3 separate regions of the Mus musculus genome follow, and all the other regions are linked to region 1. The links are chromatin contacts, called in public HiCAR-type and promoter capture Hi-C maps. All regions are on one chromosome and are shown on one strand. The core of a region is the stretch at or near the end of the contact, and the rest is flanking DNA. Distances in the headings are between cores, read along the strand shown. Region 1 holds the start of Selenos (selenoprotein S). Region 2 holds the start of Tjp1 (tight junction protein 1). Region 3 overlaps Asb7 (ankyrin repeat and SOCS box-containing 7).

What was found. Promoter capture Hi-C pulls out the DNA fragments that hold promoters and counts their contacts. HiCAR-type assays count read pairs that join an accessible place to other places.
Region 2: a HiCAR-type map of astrocytes shows a contact between it and region 1, with 2.7 times the contacts expected there. The contact joins the promoter of Tjp1 here to the promoter of Selenos in region 1. A contact is called at or near these places in 1 of 39 promoter capture datasets (cranial neural crest), 1 of 484 Hi-C or Micro-C datasets (myocytes) and 2 of 115 datasets of contacts at active chromatin or transcription factors (astrocytes and bone marrow-derived macrophages).
Region 3: a contact with region 1 is called in a promoter capture Hi-C map of the HPC-7 cell line. The contact joins the enhancer-like site here to the promoter of Selenos in region 1. A contact is called at or near these places in 11 of 39 promoter capture datasets (the C10 cell line, the HPC-7 cell line, HPC-7-derived erythroid cells and 7 more), 1 of 15 datasets of contacts at CTCF or cohesin (pro-B cells), 71 of 484 Hi-C or Micro-C datasets (the 63-12 cell line, the AML12 cell line, B cells and 47 more), 21 of 115 datasets of contacts at active chromatin or transcription factors (the 230-238 cell line, CD8 T cells, acute myeloid leukemia and 17 more) and 3 of 9 other capture datasets (adipose tissue, embryonic stem cells and liver).

Annotation. Positions count from the first base shown.
Region 1 is chr7:66,078,216-66,081,225 of GRCm38.p6, forward strand. It overlaps Selenos (selenoprotein S), which reads left to right and starts at 1,434. Exons shown (of 6, transcript NM_024439.3): 1 at 1,434-1,574; 2 at 2,117-2,251. The coding sequence starts at 1,499.
Region 2 is chr7:65,369,635-65,372,644 of GRCm38.p6, forward strand. It overlaps Tjp1 (tight junction protein 1), which reads right to left and starts at 1,610. Exons shown (of 27, transcript NM_001163574.1): 1 at 1,176-1,610. The coding sequence starts at 1,202.
Region 3 is chr7:66,665,882-66,668,891 of GRCm38.p6, forward strand. All of the region lies in intron 4 of Asb7 (ankyrin repeat and SOCS box-containing 7), which reads right to left. Among named protein-coding and RNA genes, the nearest start is that of Asb7, 22 kb to the right of the region's middle. Within about 2 kb of position 1,395, at least 4 of the 459 cell types and tissues checked have an H3K27ac peak or open chromatin away from gene starts, as enhancers often do. A contact at or near this core is called in the G1E-ER4 cell line and the HPC-7 cell line, where this site is marked.

The DNA.
Region 1 (3,010 bases), core at 184-2,683:
CCTCTGCCTCCTGAGTGCTGAGATTAAAGGAGTGAGCCAGCACCTCCTCTTTTAATGAAACTAACCCCTCTTAACCAGTGTGCGGGGATTAAAGGCTTTTAAGGCAAGGTTTCTCTGTGTAGCCCTCACTGTCCTGAGCGTCAAATTCAGAGACTCACCTGTGTCTGCCTGCTGAGTGCTGGGGTTGAAGGTGTGTGCCAACATTTCCCCTCCACCTTGTCTTTTAATGAAACTAAACATTACTTATTTCATCATCATGATTGCAGATGTTAAGGGACTGGATCAACAGGCAAATGAGCAACCTCCTCTCTCGTAACCAGATGTTTCACTTGCTCTGTATGATGTGAGAAATCACCTTAAGCAAAGAGAGAGGGTTCAAACTGGCCTCAGAGGTGGGGTGGCAGTCATCGGTACCAAAAAAGAAAAAAAAATTAAACTGATCCTTTTTTACCACTGAGAAAACTATTAAAATCATAAAACTTTAAAAATTTAGCAATTTTTTAAAAAAGCCATGTTGTGTCTGAAAAAAAAAATCAGCAAATTCATGGCTATCTTCATATTCTTAGCTTCATATCCAGTCATCAAAGTCTATTTTCAAGGTGGTTGATAATGTGAAGTGACTCCAGGCTTTTCTCTCCCATGTCCCCAGATGGAGTCGCTGAATTAGAAGATCCTTAACAGACTAGTTTTTATGACACAGTGAGTTTTATTTCCATTTTGGAGATTCAAAGTCCTCAAGCTTGGTACAGCACCGTATAGATTCCATCAGGCTCCTCAGGCTGAGTCATCTCACGGTGGGGTGCACAGAAATCTAGTCTCTTTTTCTCTGGGGACACCCACATTGACCTCATATAGTAGTTTCCCAAAGGATCCCACCTTTAAACACCACAGAGTTCTCACCTTCTTAATCCCATTAATCTATGGAAACTTGATTCCATCAGTTCCTTTTCAAATCGCAGCTATCTCCTTTATTGCCTTCCTAGTATGTTGCAGAGAACCATTACAAAAACTGTGGTAATGTAACACATAAGAGCCTAAGTTGAAGTCATTACTACATTAATTCCTTCCCTTGAGACAGTGGATCAGAAGAAAGGAATTCTAAGTAGATCGCTTTCCGCACGTTAGGGGAGGGGAATCTATGCTGCAAACCTTTAGGGCCCGGTGACAAGGGCGGGACTCAAATCTCATCTCCAGGAGGTTTCAAATCTCTTGAGCCTCAATGTCCAATCAGTATCAAATACAAGATCGGTTATCCGAGCTATGCCGAGTTGAGCTGCGAGCTCCTCCCTGAAAGTCAAACGCGCTTCCGCCTGGGCATCTTTCAGCCCCGCCCTCTGGTCACACCCCCCCTGTGATTGGTCGAGCGTCGAGGTAGGTCGAGCCACGATAGGTCAGTACCGCCACGGCAGTGAGCGCCACGTGTACATAGGGCCGAACCGGAAGCGCAGAGCAGAGAGGAGCAGCGGGCTTGTCGTTGGTGGCGGTGGCGGTGGCCGCCATGGATCGCGATGAGGAACCTCTGTCCGCGAGGCCGGCGCTGGAGACCGAGAGCCTGCGATTCCTGCACGTGACAGGTCAGGGGCGGCGGGCGCCGCCATGCTCGGTGGGTCGGCCTCCAGGAGGCTTGGCGTTAACGCCGCGGACTGGCCGAGCCTGCTTGTTGGGCCGGAGCTCACCTTTCTCGAAGTCGCCCTAGCTGGGCGGGCGCTCGCGGACTTGGCTCACGGGAGTCCCTTTAACATTTTCCTTTTGCAGTGGAGTCCTCCGCCCGGCGTTTCACTCTACCCGACACTAACACACTGTTGTCTCACTCCTTAACAAAGTGTAACTCACGGAGTCTGGATGGCCTTTGCTTTCCTGAATCAGATAGACACGTCCCCTTTAGTCCTTCAGAACCTAGCTGCTGGGCTCTGCACCCTCCGGGCTACTCCCGAGTCCCCTTGTAGTTGAGAAGTTTCTGTACCCAGCGATTCGCTTCTTAGGAGTCCATTTCCAGCTAGACTGTGAAGGTTCTGAAAGAAGAAGCTATGACTATTTTTGTAGAGTATTATTGAAAAAAATGCTATTACCATTTCTGAAACTGGTTTCTTTCTCTTTTTTTTTTTTTTCCCCCCAGTGGGCTCCCTGCTGGCCAGCTATGGCTGGTACATCCTCTTCAGCTGCATCCTACTCTACATTGTCATCCAGAGGCTCTCCCTTCGACTGAGGGCTTTGAGGCAGAGACAGCTGGACCAAGCCGAGACTGTTCTGGGTTAGTGCCATGTGGTAGAAATGAAGGCGCCTGTCATTTACTTAGTGGGTGGTGGCAAGACATGCCTTTGAGGTTTGAAAGATTTTTATTGAGATGCAAAGACTCCGTGATGGTGTATAGCATACTCAATGCACATCTTGTTCGGTGCATGGGGACCAGTCCCTGGAGATGGCCAGGTCTTGTGGAGGAAACAAGAAGTGTCAAGGGGCGGGGGTGGGGGTGGGGGGATCAGGCATTGGGGTCCTGGGAATCTTGCCACCTGACTGACTGGAAGTGGGGTGCTGCTTTATACAGCACTCCGTAGACAGGGATGGATTCATAGATCATATTTTTGTCCCCAGATGTATTTTAGCTTCCTCGTAGTCATAAGTTTAGCCATCATTGATAAACCGTGACAGAGCAGAGTTATCTTTTACAATCATTTTCCCTCATCAACCCCGTAGCCCATTTTTTTAAAGAATCTAGAGGCATATTTTGCCAAAGCATGACAGTCCATTCTCAGGCTGGTAGCTCTTATGGTTTCAAAGGCACTAGACAGAAAATCTCCAAGCCAGCCTGGGTAGGTTGTCATGTCCTATGGCAGTAGATTAGCAGTTTATTTAATCAACTTTTGATGGTTAGAGTGCTAATTGTCATTAGGCCCAAGGAAAATCTTCAGGCCAGAACTGCTACAGTTATTATTCAATTTTGGATGTAATACAATGTTTTTATCTTTGTGGAATTTATTTTTAGGTCTGAACTTGGTATTCTTTTGTTCCT
Region 2 (3,010 bases), core at 360-2,859, 710 kb before region 1:
GAGCTCACACTCTGAAACAAACTGACATTCTGTGTAATATGGCAACAAAGCCTTTCATCCCAGGAAAGGAAGTCCCAGCAAATGCAAATATCATCACTTATATTTTAAAAGTAACAAATGTTGCACTGATTCTAGTTTTTGGACCCAGTCTTTCTTTTAGATCTCTTATCAATGTTTGCTCAAAAAAAAAGATACAAACTAAATTACTCCTACAGGAGCAATACTCTATTCCTTAAAACAATCTATACTAAACCTTGTATCTGCCAAAGAAACAAGGTCCTGTCAAGAATTCAGAAATTTCCATCTATTCTCAAAGGTTATGATTAAGTATTTCAAATAGAAAACTACATAAAATCACCACCTGTTTAAGCTGTTTGAATAACGGATTGATTTTTCTCACACTGTATGTCTGTCATTGAAAAAGCAAGCACTTTAGGATTTTTTTTTAATTAAAACGTACAAAAGAAGGATTCTACTTCATCTTTAAGAATTTTAGCCTAATGTAATAATAATATAACACACTGTCAAGAAGCACACTTCAAAGCACACAGGAAAATAGGCAAGTTGTTTTGTGCAGAATTCACCGGGCTCTTTTGGTTTGCACCCATCTTACTGTCCATGTGTAGGGACACTTTGTGCTACTTCTGAAAGTTGAAATTAAAGTGCTTAAAAACTTTCCTCCTTCTGTGGCCTCACATAAATAATAAACCTCAAAATAAACCATAGCTACTCTAGAGCTGAGTGTTTTGCTGTCTCCAAGCTTTATCGCTGCCATTGCGCATACCGCAGCGGGTGACATCAGATCGAAACTATAGGGTTTCGTCGGGTACCAACCACTCCTCCAGAGCCAGCCCCGCGGCTACCCACCCACCCTCCTGCTGCAGCTGACACCCCCGGGTCTCCGCAGACACGCTCCCGGGACCTGAGAATCCTCACCCGGGGCGACTTTCCAGGCGCGGGACCTGTTGCACGTCGCCTCCCAGCGCGAGCCGGAGCCAGGCACCGGCAGCCGTGCACCTGCCCGGGCGGCAGGCGCACCCCCAGCCCGCCCTCCCGCCTTCCCTCACCGCCCCGCCGCGGTCGCCCCCGGCTGCCGCCGCGGGGAGGGCGGGGCGAGGCTCCCCCGCCGCCCCCCGCCGCCCAGCCCGCCGCCCGGCTGGCCGAGAGGTTCTCACCTTAGCGGCCGCGGCCCTGGCGGACATCTTGTCTCTCTCCGCGCCGCGCGAAGCTCCTCGGACCCGAAACTCCGCGCCGCCGGCCCGCCCGCTCCTCACGCCACCGTCCGCATAAACATCTCCCGGGGACGAGCGGGGCAGGGGCGGGGGAGGCCGGAAAGGCCCGGCCCACGGGGAGGGGATTCAAGTGGGACAAAAGTCCGGGAAGCGTCCGCCCCGCCCGGGCTTCTCCGCGGGGCACACCCGGCCGCCTGCTCGGCCTCCGCCGCCCTCCGCCGGCTCGCCGCTCCGCAGTACCCGGGCCTCCGGCTGTCCCCTACACCCTCGGGCGTCTCCTCCAAAGCCTGCTCCCGCACGTAACTTCCCCGGAACGCGCGGCCGCCGAGAGACGTGCCGTCGGCGGGCAGAGCCGTCGCGGGCAACTCAGGCGGCCACGCAAAACCTGCCGGACCGGGCCACTGAGCATGCCCAGCCGGCGGGGGCGGGGCCTCCGCGAGGGGCGGGGCCAGGCCGGGTCCGACCCCCGCGCGGAAGGAAAAGCTCGGCTACCCAAGTTACTTGCTAGGCGGTTTCCGCTGCCGCGCGATCCATCCTGTTTGTTTTTATCACAGATCCGGCAGAATTCGATTCACCCCCACCCCCGAGAACCCCAAACTCCTGTGTACTAAAGCTTTTTGACTCCCTACACAGACTTGTCTACTTTCTCCTCAACCAGCAACCCCAGATGGGCCCCACGCAGGAGTGTGACAATTAAGGTCGGCCTGGCCAATACCCAACTGTGGTTTCTTTAGCCTCGCAAGTAACAATGGTCACAACTGTCACCATGTGTCTCGGCACTGTTACCCCATTGGAGATATGTTTTTGTTTAAAGCACAACAGAAGCGTTCTAGAAGGCTCAGGACAAACCGACTGCCTTAAATAAACCAGGTACAAATCTGGACACTGAGATAATCCCAGCCCCCTTCTCCCGCCTCGCTAGACAGGGATCTCAATAGAATATTTTAGGCTATCAAGATTGCTGAAATTCTTGGCCCCTGAAGAGACAGAGCAGGCTGCCTGCCTTTCTAAACCAGAAAAGGATGTAAGGACACGCGGAATTCAACAAGTTCAATAGGCCACTGTGCAAACTTAGGCCAACTGTCTTGCTGAACCAAAAAAAAAAAAAAAAAAAAATTAGGTAGAAAACTATTTCGAGCTTCATTAATTTACATTCTGTATACTGCAAAGCTCTTAAGGAATATTAGAAAAATTTAGTAACATTAGATAACATCCTAAAGTACCTAGCATAGTGCTACAGTAGCCATACAAGGAAGAGGGAGACAGAAGCATCGGCTTTTAGACTATTGTTGTCTTTTGAGAATTCAACTATATGACCAATTTAAACCTAATTCTAACTTGGAAATATCCATACATGAAATGTAAACATCAATTAAGGTTTCAAAGTCAAGTATTTTGTAACTCTAAGCCAGCTGAACCAGAAAAGAGCATCGTGCAAACCAAACCCTGTTTCTCGGCATGTAGGAAAACAGTTAAAGTCAGTTTTGTTTTTTGTTTTGTTTTGTTTTAGTTGTGGTGTGTGTAGTTATTTCACAGGCAAAGTGTCCTGTGTTCTCTCAAAGGGGGTGATTAAATTTATCCTATGAGAAAACAGCATTATAAAAGACTTGGGTGTGCTGTGGCTGAGAAAGCGGTTCCTGAAGGACTTTCATACCAGGGAGGGCATTACCATTTAATAAGAGATGCACTCTGCAAACCTGCCTAGCAGTTTGATGCGCCTACTCCTTCCCTTTTCTCTTTGGTCAATCAGTTTATCAAGTCTATTATGTAAGCTAAAT
Region 3 (3,010 bases), core at 145-2,644, 590 kb after region 1:
CTCATTATCAGCCTGGCTACGGGGTTTTCAATTTTATTGACCTTTTCAAAGAATTATGTTTTTTCTTTTATCTTTATCAATTTTGTTCCCTTTCTATTAGACTAATTTTTGTTTTTCCCTTTTTAAAAATAATTTCCCTTATTTTTAAGATTATCACAAAAAATTTGTCATTTCCCCTTCCTCTAAACTCTTCCATACACCCTCCTTAGTCTCCTTCAAATTTATGGCCTCTCTTTTTATTAATGGTTGCTACACACATGTATATCCCCAAGTCTAACCTGCTCAGTGTGTATATTACTTGTGTGTATGTATTCAGGGCTGTCCCCTTGGCACTAGATAACCAGTTGGTGTGCTCCTCCTGCAGAAGACTCTCCCGATCTCAGCACTCCTTGGTTGCCTGTAGTTCTTTGGGTTGAGGCCTCATGGTTTTCAGTCTACTTTGGTATGTCTGTTGTTGTTCTTAAGCTCATGTTTAGAGTCATGTTAGTGAGATCTTAAGGATGTGGCTTCTGATAATAGTAGGAGACACAATCTTACAGCAAATTCCTGATCCTTTGACTTTTACAATCTTTTCAGCTGCTCTTCCTCGAGATTTACTGAACCATGGATGGGGAAGTCATCCTGGAGATGAGTGCATTGGGAGTGGGGCCTACTACCTGTCTGTCGCAAAGAGAAGCTTCCTTGATGAGGGTGAGGACTATACTTATACTTATCTGTAGGTATGAGAACAAGTGTTGAATGTAGTGAAGGACTACACTGGTCTAATAAAGTGGCAGTTATAGGTTCTCCTCTGAGATCCATAACTTCACTAGGGCTAGTTGCTAGGTTTCCAGTACCCTGCACAGTTTCCCTCTTGTTGAGTGGCCTTTAAGTCCAATTAGAGAGCTATTGATTACCAGCAAGGTGTGCCTGCCACTAGTGCACCCTGAGAGTTATCAAGCCATGCTGGGCAATGTGGTTCACAGACATCAGAGCTGGGTAGGACTGCTGGGTGCTTCCTTTCTTTAGAGGCTTGAATGACACCTTGTACTGCGAGAGCTAGTTCTCAGAGAGGAGGTTTGTGGGTAAGTTCCAGATCAGGGCTTTTGGGTCCTGGTGTCTTCATCAGTAAAACTTACCTTCTACCTCTGAGGAGCAACCAAGAGTAAGAGCAATAGCTTATGATGTTTGGGGAATCTTTTGGAAAACCCTGAAAAACTACTCAAGACATTTCTCATGCCTGGTATCAGGATTTTTGTAGATTAGCTCTTGGAAGGAGTACTGTCAGCTCAGAAGAGAAAACTTCATTTAAAATATCTATACCCATTAATACATACATATATATGTATATATATTATTGTTTTAGATAGACAGCTTGTTTCATTATATCTTTTACAGACATCTGTCCTTATAACTTCCTCTTTCCTTATTTCCCCCTTCTTTCTAATTACAGCCCCTTTCCCTACTTAAACCATTTGTACCCTGCTCCTAATTACAGCCTCCCTCAATATGCAAATCATTTGTATCTGCTCCTAATTAGAGCCCCACCTTTCCCTATTTAAATCATTGTACCCTGCTATCCCCCTAATTCTCATCCACCCCAACTCCCCAGGAATGGCCCCTCTTACTTTCTTGGTTTCTGCATTTATTGCAGGATACATATTCACATATGAAGAGTTAGAGGGAGGAGCCTCCAATAAGAGAGAACATATAACATTTTCCTGTCTGAGTCTGGGTTACCCCACTCAAAATGACGTTTTATAGCTAGCTTCATCTACTTGTAATGTTCATGGCTGCAACTTTCCTTGCATACGAATGACGTTAGACAGGGTATATCTACTACCACACCTTCATTCTCCATTCATGGGCTGAAGACAACTTAGTCTGTTTCCACTTCCTATCTTTGTGAATAAAGCAGTAATGAGCATGACTGCACAAGTCTCTCTAAATACAGTCACGTTTTTAGGGCATACGTCAAGGAATGGAATGGCTAGGTCATAAGGTCGATTTCCTTTTAGCTTTTAAAGAATTCTCCACACTGATTCCCATAATCGCTGCCCCGGTTTGCAAAGTGGTAAATGAGGACTCTTTTCCCCTGTATCCCCTCCAGCATCTGCTGTCTATTGTTCTGTTGATTTTTGCCACTCTGACTGGGGTAAGATGAACCCTCAATGTCATTTGGACATTTCCCTAATTGCTAGGGGCGGTGAGCATTTTTGGAGATATTTCTTAGTTATTTTTGTTTCTTCCTTTGACAATTCTCTGTTCTAGCCTTGGGCACATTTTAAAATAAGCCATTTGATCTTTTTTTTTAATTTATTTTGTGAATTCTTTGTATATTCTGGGTAGTAATCCTCTGTCAGATGTGTAGCTGGCAAAGATTCCATTCTGCAGGTTTCCTGTTCACCTCTTCATTTTGCAGGTCTAACTGAATTCTTCTGCATGTGGACGTCCAGTTTCTCCAAAACCATTTTTGTTCAAGATTCTTTCTCCAGTTTATGTTTTGACATTTTTTTCAAATATTAAATGGCTGAAGGTATGATTTTGTTCCATTGGTCTACATGTCTACTTTTGTGCTAGTGCCATGCTGTTTTTGTTACTGTAGCTCTGTAACATAGTCTTACGGCCTGGCACAGCAATCACTTGTACTTGCTTCCCCCAGGATTCTTTTGGATCTGTGATTCCATATGAAGTTTAGGGCAGTTTTTTCACTTTCTGTGAAAAATGAAATGGGTGTTTTGATAGGGACCGCTTCCATCTGAATCACAATATTAATTTTACTAACCCATGAGCACAGAATAACTTTCATTTTCCAGTCTATCTCTTTAGAGCTGTAAAGTTTTCAATGTTAGAGGTCCTTCGCTTCCTTGGATATTTTATTTTCTTTGAGACTTGTGTGTCCATGATCATGTCAAATGCAAATAGGGATGGTTTGACTTTCTCCCCTCCTTGTATCCCTGTAACTCCCTTTGCTTGCCTCTCAGCTCCAGCTAGTACTTAAAGCACGATGCTGAAACGAGTGAGGGCAGGG